Linked DNA regions of Mus musculus: regions 1 and 2 are each linked to region 3. Evidence: chromatin contacts called from public Hi-C and HiChIP or PLAC-seq data. All regions are on one chromosome and are shown on one strand. The core of a region is the stretch at or near the end of the contact, and the rest is flanking DNA. Distances in the headings are between cores, read along the strand shown. Region 1 overlaps Dnajc1 (DnaJ heat shock protein family (Hsp40) member C1). Region 2 has its middle 38 kb from the start of Armc3. Region 3 has its middle 6.3 kb from the start of Gm3363.

Region 1 (2,730 bases), core at 59-2,558, 390 kb before region 3:
TTACTATGAAATGATAACTACTCAAGTTTTTTGTCATGAAGGTTTGCTTTTAGTTTAATTTGTTTGGTTGGTTTTGTTAGAGTCACCTCAATTTTTCTTCTAGGAAAATCAGATAGAGTAACTTCCCTTGGGCAGACTGTTCTCGAGAGACTGTAGAGCGTGCTGAAGGGGTTTATAAGTCACAGACCACAAGCTGATGCATGAGCGGCTCTATCTGTGACTACACTGATGGCTTAAAAAAACAAAAACAAAAAAACCCTTTGCATCTTGAAAAGCTTTGTATTTTTTAAGACAGTAACAGGCGTACTGCTGTTTCATCTTCCTGCTTCCCAAACAGGCATATGGCTTCTTTTAACTATGTGTATTTGAGAGCAAGAATCCTATTTCCACACACTCTAAAAACTAAAAAACCCACACCGCAACACGGTGTTCAAATATTTGGTAAAGAACATCTTGTGAAATACTTACTGGCTTATGTGAAAAGCTTTATTTCTATAAAGTATGTGAGACTGCAAAAGATGTGATTTGTTCAATGATAAACTAAGGCCATCCACATAAATGTTGTGTCTTTTTATTGCATTTTTGTTTTGTTGTTAAGACAAGGTCTTATGTAGCTCAATCAGGCCTCAAAATGCTTTATAGTCAAAGCTGTCTTCAAACTTCTGATCCTGAGGTCTCAGCCTCCCAAATGCCAAGATTACAGGAGCACCACACCACACTTAGCTCTCTATTTTCCTGTTACTCACACCCTCAAAGGCTCAACATTATCCTACATGCAAAAACAGCATGTCAAGTTTTCTCCAAACACACCAGTTATCACTGAATCTTAATAATACTTTAAAAATTACTAATTAAAGCCAGGCATGGTGATAGATGCCTTTCAGCACTTGGGAGGCAAAGACAAACAGATCTCTTTGGGTTCAAGGCCAGCTTAGTCTACACAGTGGGTTTCAGGTCAGCCAGGGGTAACATAGTGAGATTACATCTCAAGCAAATGAACAAACAAACAAAACTGTCTGGTCAAAATGCTAACAGATAGCTCGAGGACAAGTCTGAAGGAATCCAGACCCAATAAAGATTAACAGCCACTTAAAATGATTGCCCTTGCCTTTCAGGAGCAAGGGATGTTCTCAGCTCTGGCTTCTCTCAACTCTTCTTCCTAAGCCACAAAATGCAAAAGAGCTGAAGAATTCTGTCTTCTTGGGACAAAGGCTATATTTATTGATTTCTATGATCATGTTAAGATCGGTGAAGGAAGAGACGAGCTTCCCTCAGTCTTTTCACAAATTTAGGTTACCCACGGGCTCTCCTATTTCTCTTCTCTTCCATAACTCCAGTACAACCGCAGTAAAGGGTCTCATCAAACGAAGCAGCATCAGTGAAGAGCCATAGGGGCTGATGGTAAGTGTAAGTAGCAGAAACCCCTCACCCTGCTCGAGAGCGAGCCAGAGCACACGGATGCTTTCTCAGACATTATTCATCACACAGCTGTCCCCTACTTCCTGAAATAATCTCACGAGCTAGAAGCAGACAAACTAGAATACTAGGACTTAGTATTCAAATACCAGACAAACTTCAGGAATTTATCTTAGCTACCATCAGACTTCAAGAGAAATGAAAACAATATGATACACTATGCCACGTAAACACACTATTTAGCTAAAAGCTGCAATCTAGGTAAGTTTAAGTTACAACATGCAGATTTGGTAAAGATTCCTCTCAGAAATCCACTTCCTTCTTTTCTAGATAGCCACATAAACCAAACCTTGAATCAAAATACATTTTGTAAAGGTGAAGCAAGTACCCAAAGCACTAATTCTTAGACCCAAACAACAACTCACGTGGCCCAATGTCCAGACCTCGTGCATGTGTTCTCAATAACTGCTAAGTCAGTTTAGGATGTGAGTTTAGACCTGATCCCAAGCATGTGACCAAAATACAGTCATCCAGAAGCGGAAAGTCAAGTATTAAGGTTTTTTTTTTTTTATTTCCCTCTACTAAACAAAGCAAAAACAAACAAACAAAAACAAAACAAGACAAAACCTTAATATAGCTAATATAGTATCTGAGTCAGGAAGGCAATATTCCTGAAAAACTATGCCACCTATGCTAAACATTCTACTTGAGATCAGAATTTAAAATTTTTTCAAATAATCTAAAACAGAAACCACCCTAGATCTCCCCTAAGAAGAAGGAGGATTTTAAGAACTGGCTTAGAAGGCAGATGGAAATGCTTGTGGGGATGTAATTAATTTTTAGGGTCTTGTTGCTTTCATTAGTCCTCATAGCATCTATACATTTTGGAGGACTCTACCCCCACCCACTCTTTCCTGCAATTTCTGCAGTTTGGAGACTACAATCTTGCAACATATGAACCCATACATAGGGATATAGGAGAAATATCTGGCATGTGGAGAAAGCCTATCTAAAGAAGGAATGATGAAATGCAACTTAAAGGCAGAATTCCAGTAAAAGAGATAGCTTAGTTTGCTTTTTTCCCCTTTGTCCACAATAGCTTTACTGATGAAGCAACTCTGCAAGTCAGACTATCGTTCAATAGATAAAAGGACCATTAATCTCTTTTCCTTCTCTCAGCAAAGCTTGTTACAGGTCTTCAACCTCTTTGCTGTTTTTTCTAACAATCAAAGTCGTCTGTCCTAACTTTCACTGCTTTCTTACCAGAAACTCTGTGGAAAGTTTAGTTTCCTATTTCTCTTTCTCACAACTAGA
Region 2 (2,700 bases), core at 72-2,571, 390 kb after region 3:
GCCTATGAGTGTTTTCCAAATGTACTCGGTGGGACATCAGTGCTTGCCACTGCTCAGCTGCCGACCACTTACCACGCTTAGGGTTTAGCAGAGCCAGCTTGCTTCACACAGGGCTGGCTGCAGTGCCAGCTGACAGAAGAATGTTTGCCACAGCCTGACTATCCATCTTGAAAAGGGACCCCACTGAAAGCAGAAATACTAGATAAGAAGGAAAGCACAAGAAAGGATGGATTATAATTGAATTGAAACTTTTCAAATCAAATTATTTGGCCACTATTCTTTTTGCTAATTTTAATCTGAAAACCATTTATGCTGTTCAGTGTTATTAATTCATAATGCACTGCAGTGCTTGATATAGCTTGGATGTTAATGTCTTCTGAAGGTTCAATCGTTAGAGGTTTGGTTCACAAACCGTGTTACTGTTCGCAGGAAGAGAAACATTTAGGAAGATAGGTCACTGGCCATATACACTTGAAGGACACATGGGACCTTCTTGTCTCTCTTTTTGTTTCCTAGAAATCTTAAATGAACAATTTTTCTCTATGAATTCCCATCAGGGCAGCCTATGCTGCAGTTACAACACAGCAGGTCTAAGACAGCAAGAACCAAAAACTCAAACCCAAGAAGTAAACTAAGCCCTTCTTTCATAAAACAAATAATTTCAGGCATTTTGTCAAAGTGACAGGAAACTAACAGTCTGCAATCAATCATGAAACATGATTGTGTGTGTGTGTGTGTGTGTGTGTGTGTGTGTGTGTGAGAGAGAGAGAGAGAGAGAGAGAGAGAGAGAGAGAGAGAAAACATACACTGTCTATATTTTCCTGGCTCTCATTTGATTTTAAGTACATGATAATATGGGCTTGGATAGCTTCTTAATCTGCTTTCTTTCTTTCCAGTCATTAATCTACGGCTGAGAAAGTTCTCAGTTATATCAGCTTTCACGGGATGCTGTGAAGGCTGTAAGTGGTTTAATCAGATGAGTTTCTTCTTGTAATAAGAACCCGGTATACAATTTATGCCCAATGAATATTTTTCAAAGGTGGGAGGGCAAGAAGGAGAGAAAGTGTCCACGTGAGAAAGTGTCCACGTGTTTATGTAAGTTTGCCAGAGTGACTGCGCCTGAGGTTTATGGATGCAATGTTGTTCTAGAGTGTGATAGATGCAGTGCTTCCCCTTAGCGGAGGGTGGGCACTGGGATGAGTAAGCATGAAAGTAGGGAAGCAAACACTGCCAAGCTAGAGATCAAATTATACAGGCTCTGCTGTTTCCTCCTGGAGCCTGCTGTGGGGGTGTGCCTCAAGACCTTCCTCCCGGGAGAGTCACATTTCAACACAATAGAAACCTTCATTCCCACTGTGAAGGGTGTGGCTCCCATCTCTTTCTGGCTCATCCTTCCTACTGGAGTGACTTTCTTTGGAGCTAAAAGCATCCTAGCCATTTGCAAGCACCTGAAGGGTAAAAGGCATAATGATGGCGGCGGCTCTGCCACATAGCTATTTTAGTGGTTAAAGATAGAACAGCTGAAGCCCAGTCTGTCCATAGCTTTGTGACCACTTTGCCACACCCAAGTCTGGGAAAGTGAAAGGGTCCTACAATATTAGTGATGAAAAACTGATGCTGAGTTTTCTGTGTCCTTCATAGACTATGACTGCCATGTCTGGATGTGATAAAGAGCCTATTAACTAGGAGTTTCACTGAGCTCAGGGTATTAATCTTTTCTGATTTTATATAAAACTCTTGGGGGTGGAGGGAGTTGTTGCTTAACTAAAGACCTCTAGAGAATTCTGAGTTGAATAAAGACACCAGAATACCCAGGAATAAGATGAGTCAATATAATCATGATATTTATATGCCAAGGAGATTTTAAGACAAGAGAGAGCTGAACTTACTTTTTTACCCAAAAATAAACTGTTGTCCACTGAAAGCATACTATGTGCTGCACTGCACTTAGTGAGCGCTTGTGAGAGCTTCACTCTGGCAAACAGAAAGGCACTGAAACTCCAGGGCTCAGCTTGTGTGCACTCTCCCCTAGCTGAGTTCATTCCTATGAATCCCAAACCTTCTACACAACAGCCACTCTTAGAGCTACAAATAGAGTCACGCTCACAGGTGCCAAGCGCTAGCCCACTATGAAGTACGGCCTTCAAGTACACAGACATCAGTTACAACTTGAGCTGGTATATTTCCTTAGCAACCCTGAGCTCTTCCAGGAACCTTTATCTCAGTGAATAATACCTTCTAGTCTCCAGTTACCTATGTGTGACACCTTAGTTGTCCTTGCTTCTCTCATGCTGGTGTCTCTGGTTTCTGTCATTCACCAATCTTATTGGTTCCAGATCCTGGATCTCTAGATCCATCTACTTCTCTCTGCTCCTCTCTACTCTGCTAATACTGTGTCCAAATAAGATTTCTTTTGCACATCCCTGAACAGGATATAGGGCCTCCTCATGTACACTAACTTACAGTTTGAACAGGAAGTGACCCTCACAAGCCCAAGTCAGTTGAATGCTTGGTCCCCTTTAGCAGAAGGGATCCAGCTAGAGGAGTAGATTTCTGGAGTCAGGCCATTCAGTGTATTTTCTTCCCACTGCTCATTTCTCTCCCTCTCTCTACCAATCTACATATAGACAATGTTTGTACCAGGCCGCTCTTGCCACAATGCTCTGCCTCACTGTGGGTGGGGAATCATCGGTGTCAAGG
Region 3 (2,723 bases), core at 36-2,535:
TGACTGTTCCTAAACAGAAAGGAAAACAGATACAAAGTAGCACGTTAGTGAACACGTATGAGAAAGTGTAGCTGACTGTTCGTTCTGCAGCTTTCAGGCAAAGCTCAAGCCTTGGGAGTGTCCGTGGTAGAGACTGATATGCCGGGTAGTGTTTGTTTTCTGCCTCTGTGAAGGTTTGTCTCATACTGTTCTAACTCACCTTGCGCTGGGACCTTGGGCAGATAGAGGCAGAACATTCCACCATCAGGGCCCCTATAAGGAAGCAGGGTTGAATCTTTACCCTCATTTGTTGGGGGTTATCTGTCAGGGAGGGAACAGGAGTGGAACCCTCCGCAGAAAGGCCAGCCCTGGACACCACGAAGCAGAGGTGGTGGTGAGGTTGGTGGGGCTAAGTAAATCTGGAGAAGTACATCAATTGCTCTGGGTGTTCTTTAGGCAACAACATTGCCATATTGTTCTTTAGGATATTTTCTTTCTATTGTTGGAGTGAATCTACTCTTAGAGGACTTAGTTCTGAGAAGGATGCTTTTAAGGCTCATGTAAATTTCCTAAGCAGTAAATATTTTTTTCCTATCAGCTTGTCTCTCAGTCACCTACCCCCTAGCAGCAGCTTCTCCCCCAAAACAGACACCCTACTTCGGCCAACTTTTGAGGACATTATTTTACTTACAGTTTGAGCAGAATAAACTTTATATACCTTTAGATTACACTTCTGTGAATTGTGGCAACTGTGATGTAATCACCACTGCTTTTGAGCTATAAAGTTATTGTCCAGCCTGCAGTGTACTACTTTCGTTTTCTGGCCAGGCAAAGGCTTTGTTTACAGCTTTTAAACATGGACTCTAGTTGGTCGTGATCTTTTCTGCGATTTTCCTCATGTTATGTTTTCAGATCCTTGTGAGTTGTTACCTGTATTAACACTGAGTTAATGCTAGGTTCCTTCTTGAGGGTGTGATGTGCTTTTAGACAGTGTTACCTGCATTATCCTCATTACTCCTCACCATCCTGACCAGAACAGCACTCCACTGACCAGAACAGACACTGGTAAAACCTGCTCCCTGGAAGTGGGCGCAATCACCCTCGGATGCAATCCAGGCCCAGAACGTCCCCGAAGCTGGAGCTGGGCGGCCGCTGGGCCACTGGAGTGCGCAGATGACGGATCCTCAGGCTCACAGAAGGTAGAATCCTGGCCAGAAAATAACCCGAACTCGGTCTAAGGCAGCGGTTCCGGGAGCAGCATGCTTATAAGAGCAAGGACAAACCGCACTACACCCGGCGTTTCCCTCCGCGCGCGGACGGCTCTACTTCCCGGCTGGGCGCTTGGCTCGGGGATCGTGGGGCTCGTAAGCTCTCCGTGGGCGCCTTTCCCGATGTCGTCGCTGGGCTTCCCGGGAGCAGGGGTGGCCGCGCTGCCGCCGCGCGCTGCACAGAGCTGACCTTGTTCTGCGCGGTGTCTGCTTGAATGGCGTCGGGAGTTGGGGTCGGGACGCGTGGGCCCAAGGCGCCCCGGCCTGCCATCCCCTCGGGCCCCGCAGCGGACTTTCGTTTTGTGCTGAGCGCCAGGGCATTGTTCCCCTACTCATGGACTCACCGGGTGGCTTTGTCTGTCGGCCTTCCTGGGGCGGAAGGAGGGCAAAGGCTGGGGCGTGGATTTGGATTGTGCACCACCTTCTCCTTTAGCTTTGAGCCACTGGCCGTTGTCCCCTTTAGGGTTTTGATCTTTGGGTTTTATTGTTTTCTTGTGCTCAAAATTGCGTACAGAAGCTAGTTTTCTGGCTCTTTGCACCATCATCTTGTGTTAGGAGAAAGGAAAGAAAGGAAGGAAGGAGGGAAGGAAGGAAGGGAAGGAAAGGAGGGAGGGAGGGAAGGAAGAAAGAAAGAAAAGAAAAGAAAAGAAAAGAAAAGAAAAGAAAAGGAGGAAAAGAAAGGAAAGGAAAGGAAAGGAAAAAGAAGAGAGGAGAGGAGGGGAGAGGAGGAGAGGGGAGGGGAGGGGAGAGGAGGGGAGGGGAGGGGAGGGGAGGGGAGAGGAGGAGAGGGGATGGGGAGAAGGAGAGGAGAGGAGGAGAGGGGAGGGGGAGAGGAGAGGAGAGGAGGAGAAGAGGAGAGGAGAGGAGAGGAGAGGAGAGGAGAGGAGAGGAGAGGAGAGGAGAGGAGAGGAGAGGAGAGGAGAGGAGAGGAGAAGAGAAGAGAAGAGAAGAGAAGAGAAGAGAAGAGAAGAGAAGAGAAGAGAAGAGAAGAGAAGAGAAGAGAAGAGAAGAGAAGAGAAGAGAAAAAAGAATATGAGGCCTCCTCGGGATGGTGTGCAACCCTTGGCAGAAGCAATGTGACCTCGGGGCCTAGGGGAGGGAATTGACCTGTGTTAGAATTAGGGTTAGGGGTCCTATGATTTAAGACTATCCAAAGCAAACGTGGGAAGAAACTGAAGTCTAAGAAGTCATCATCTATTTGTTCATACAACCTGTCAGGAATGAGAAAACAAATAAGTAATAGCAAATAAATAATACCAGCAAGGCGGAATGTGAGCTCAAGGCTGGCTTTAGAACTACTTTTCGCCAATTACCTCCCACAGTCATGACATTTTAAACCTTTTGCATACAGTTTATGTATTTGCTTATTGGTTTCTCTCCTTCCTGTAAACCTACTAAAAAAAAAAAAAACAAAACAACAACAACAACAACAAAAAAACACAGGAGTTCACTTTTTTTCCCTGGAGCCTAGTATGT

The links. A called contact is a pair of places that touch in the nucleus more often than the background predicts. HiChIP or PLAC-seq counts read pairs in DNA pulled down with a chosen protein or histone mark.
Region 1: a Hi-C map of tail fibroblasts shows a contact between it and region 3, with 4 times the contacts expected there. The contact joins two enhancer-like sites. A contact is called at or near these places in 2 of 15 datasets of contacts at CTCF or cohesin (large pre-B cells and pro-B cells), 89 of 484 Hi-C or Micro-C datasets (the AML12 cell line, the AtT-20 cell line, B cells and 56 more) and 17 of 115 datasets of contacts at active chromatin or transcription factors (the NIH/3T3 cell line, the SCID.adh cell line, bone marrow-derived dendritic cells and 12 more).
Region 2: a contact with region 3 is called in an H3K4me3 HiChIP or PLAC-seq map of bone marrow-derived macrophages, with 4 times the contacts expected there. The contact joins two enhancer-like sites. A contact is called at or near these places in 2 of 484 Hi-C or Micro-C datasets (myocytes and uterus) and 1 of 115 datasets of contacts at active chromatin or transcription factors (bone marrow-derived macrophages).

Annotation. Positions count from the first base shown.
Region 1 is chr2:18,371,128-18,373,857 of GRCm38.p6, forward strand. All of the region lies in intron 1 of Dnajc1 (DnaJ heat shock protein family (Hsp40) member C1), which reads right to left. Among named protein-coding and RNA genes, the nearest start is that of Dnajc1, 20 kb to the right of the region's middle. Within about 2 kb of position 1,309, at least 20 of the 459 cell types and tissues checked have an H3K27ac peak or open chromatin away from gene starts, as enhancers often do. A contact at or near this core is called in the HPC-7 cell line, beige adipocytes, tail fibroblasts and 1 more, where this site is marked.
Region 2 is chr2:19,159,645-19,162,344 of GRCm38.p6, forward strand. No RefSeq gene overlaps it. Among named protein-coding and RNA genes, the nearest start is that of Armc3, 38 kb to the right of the region's middle. Within about 2 kb of position 1,322, at least 27 of the 459 cell types and tissues checked have an H3K27ac peak or open chromatin away from gene starts, as enhancers often do. A contact at or near this core is called in bone marrow-derived macrophages and myocytes, where this site is marked.
Region 3 is chr2:18,765,841-18,768,563 of GRCm38.p6, forward strand. No RefSeq gene overlaps it. Among named protein-coding and RNA genes, the nearest start is that of Gm3363, 6.3 kb to the left of the region's middle. Within about 2 kb of position 1,286, at least 399 of the 459 cell types and tissues checked have an H3K27ac peak or open chromatin away from gene starts, as enhancers often do. A contact at or near this core is called in the HPC-7 cell line, beige adipocytes, bone marrow-derived macrophages and 3 more, where this site is marked.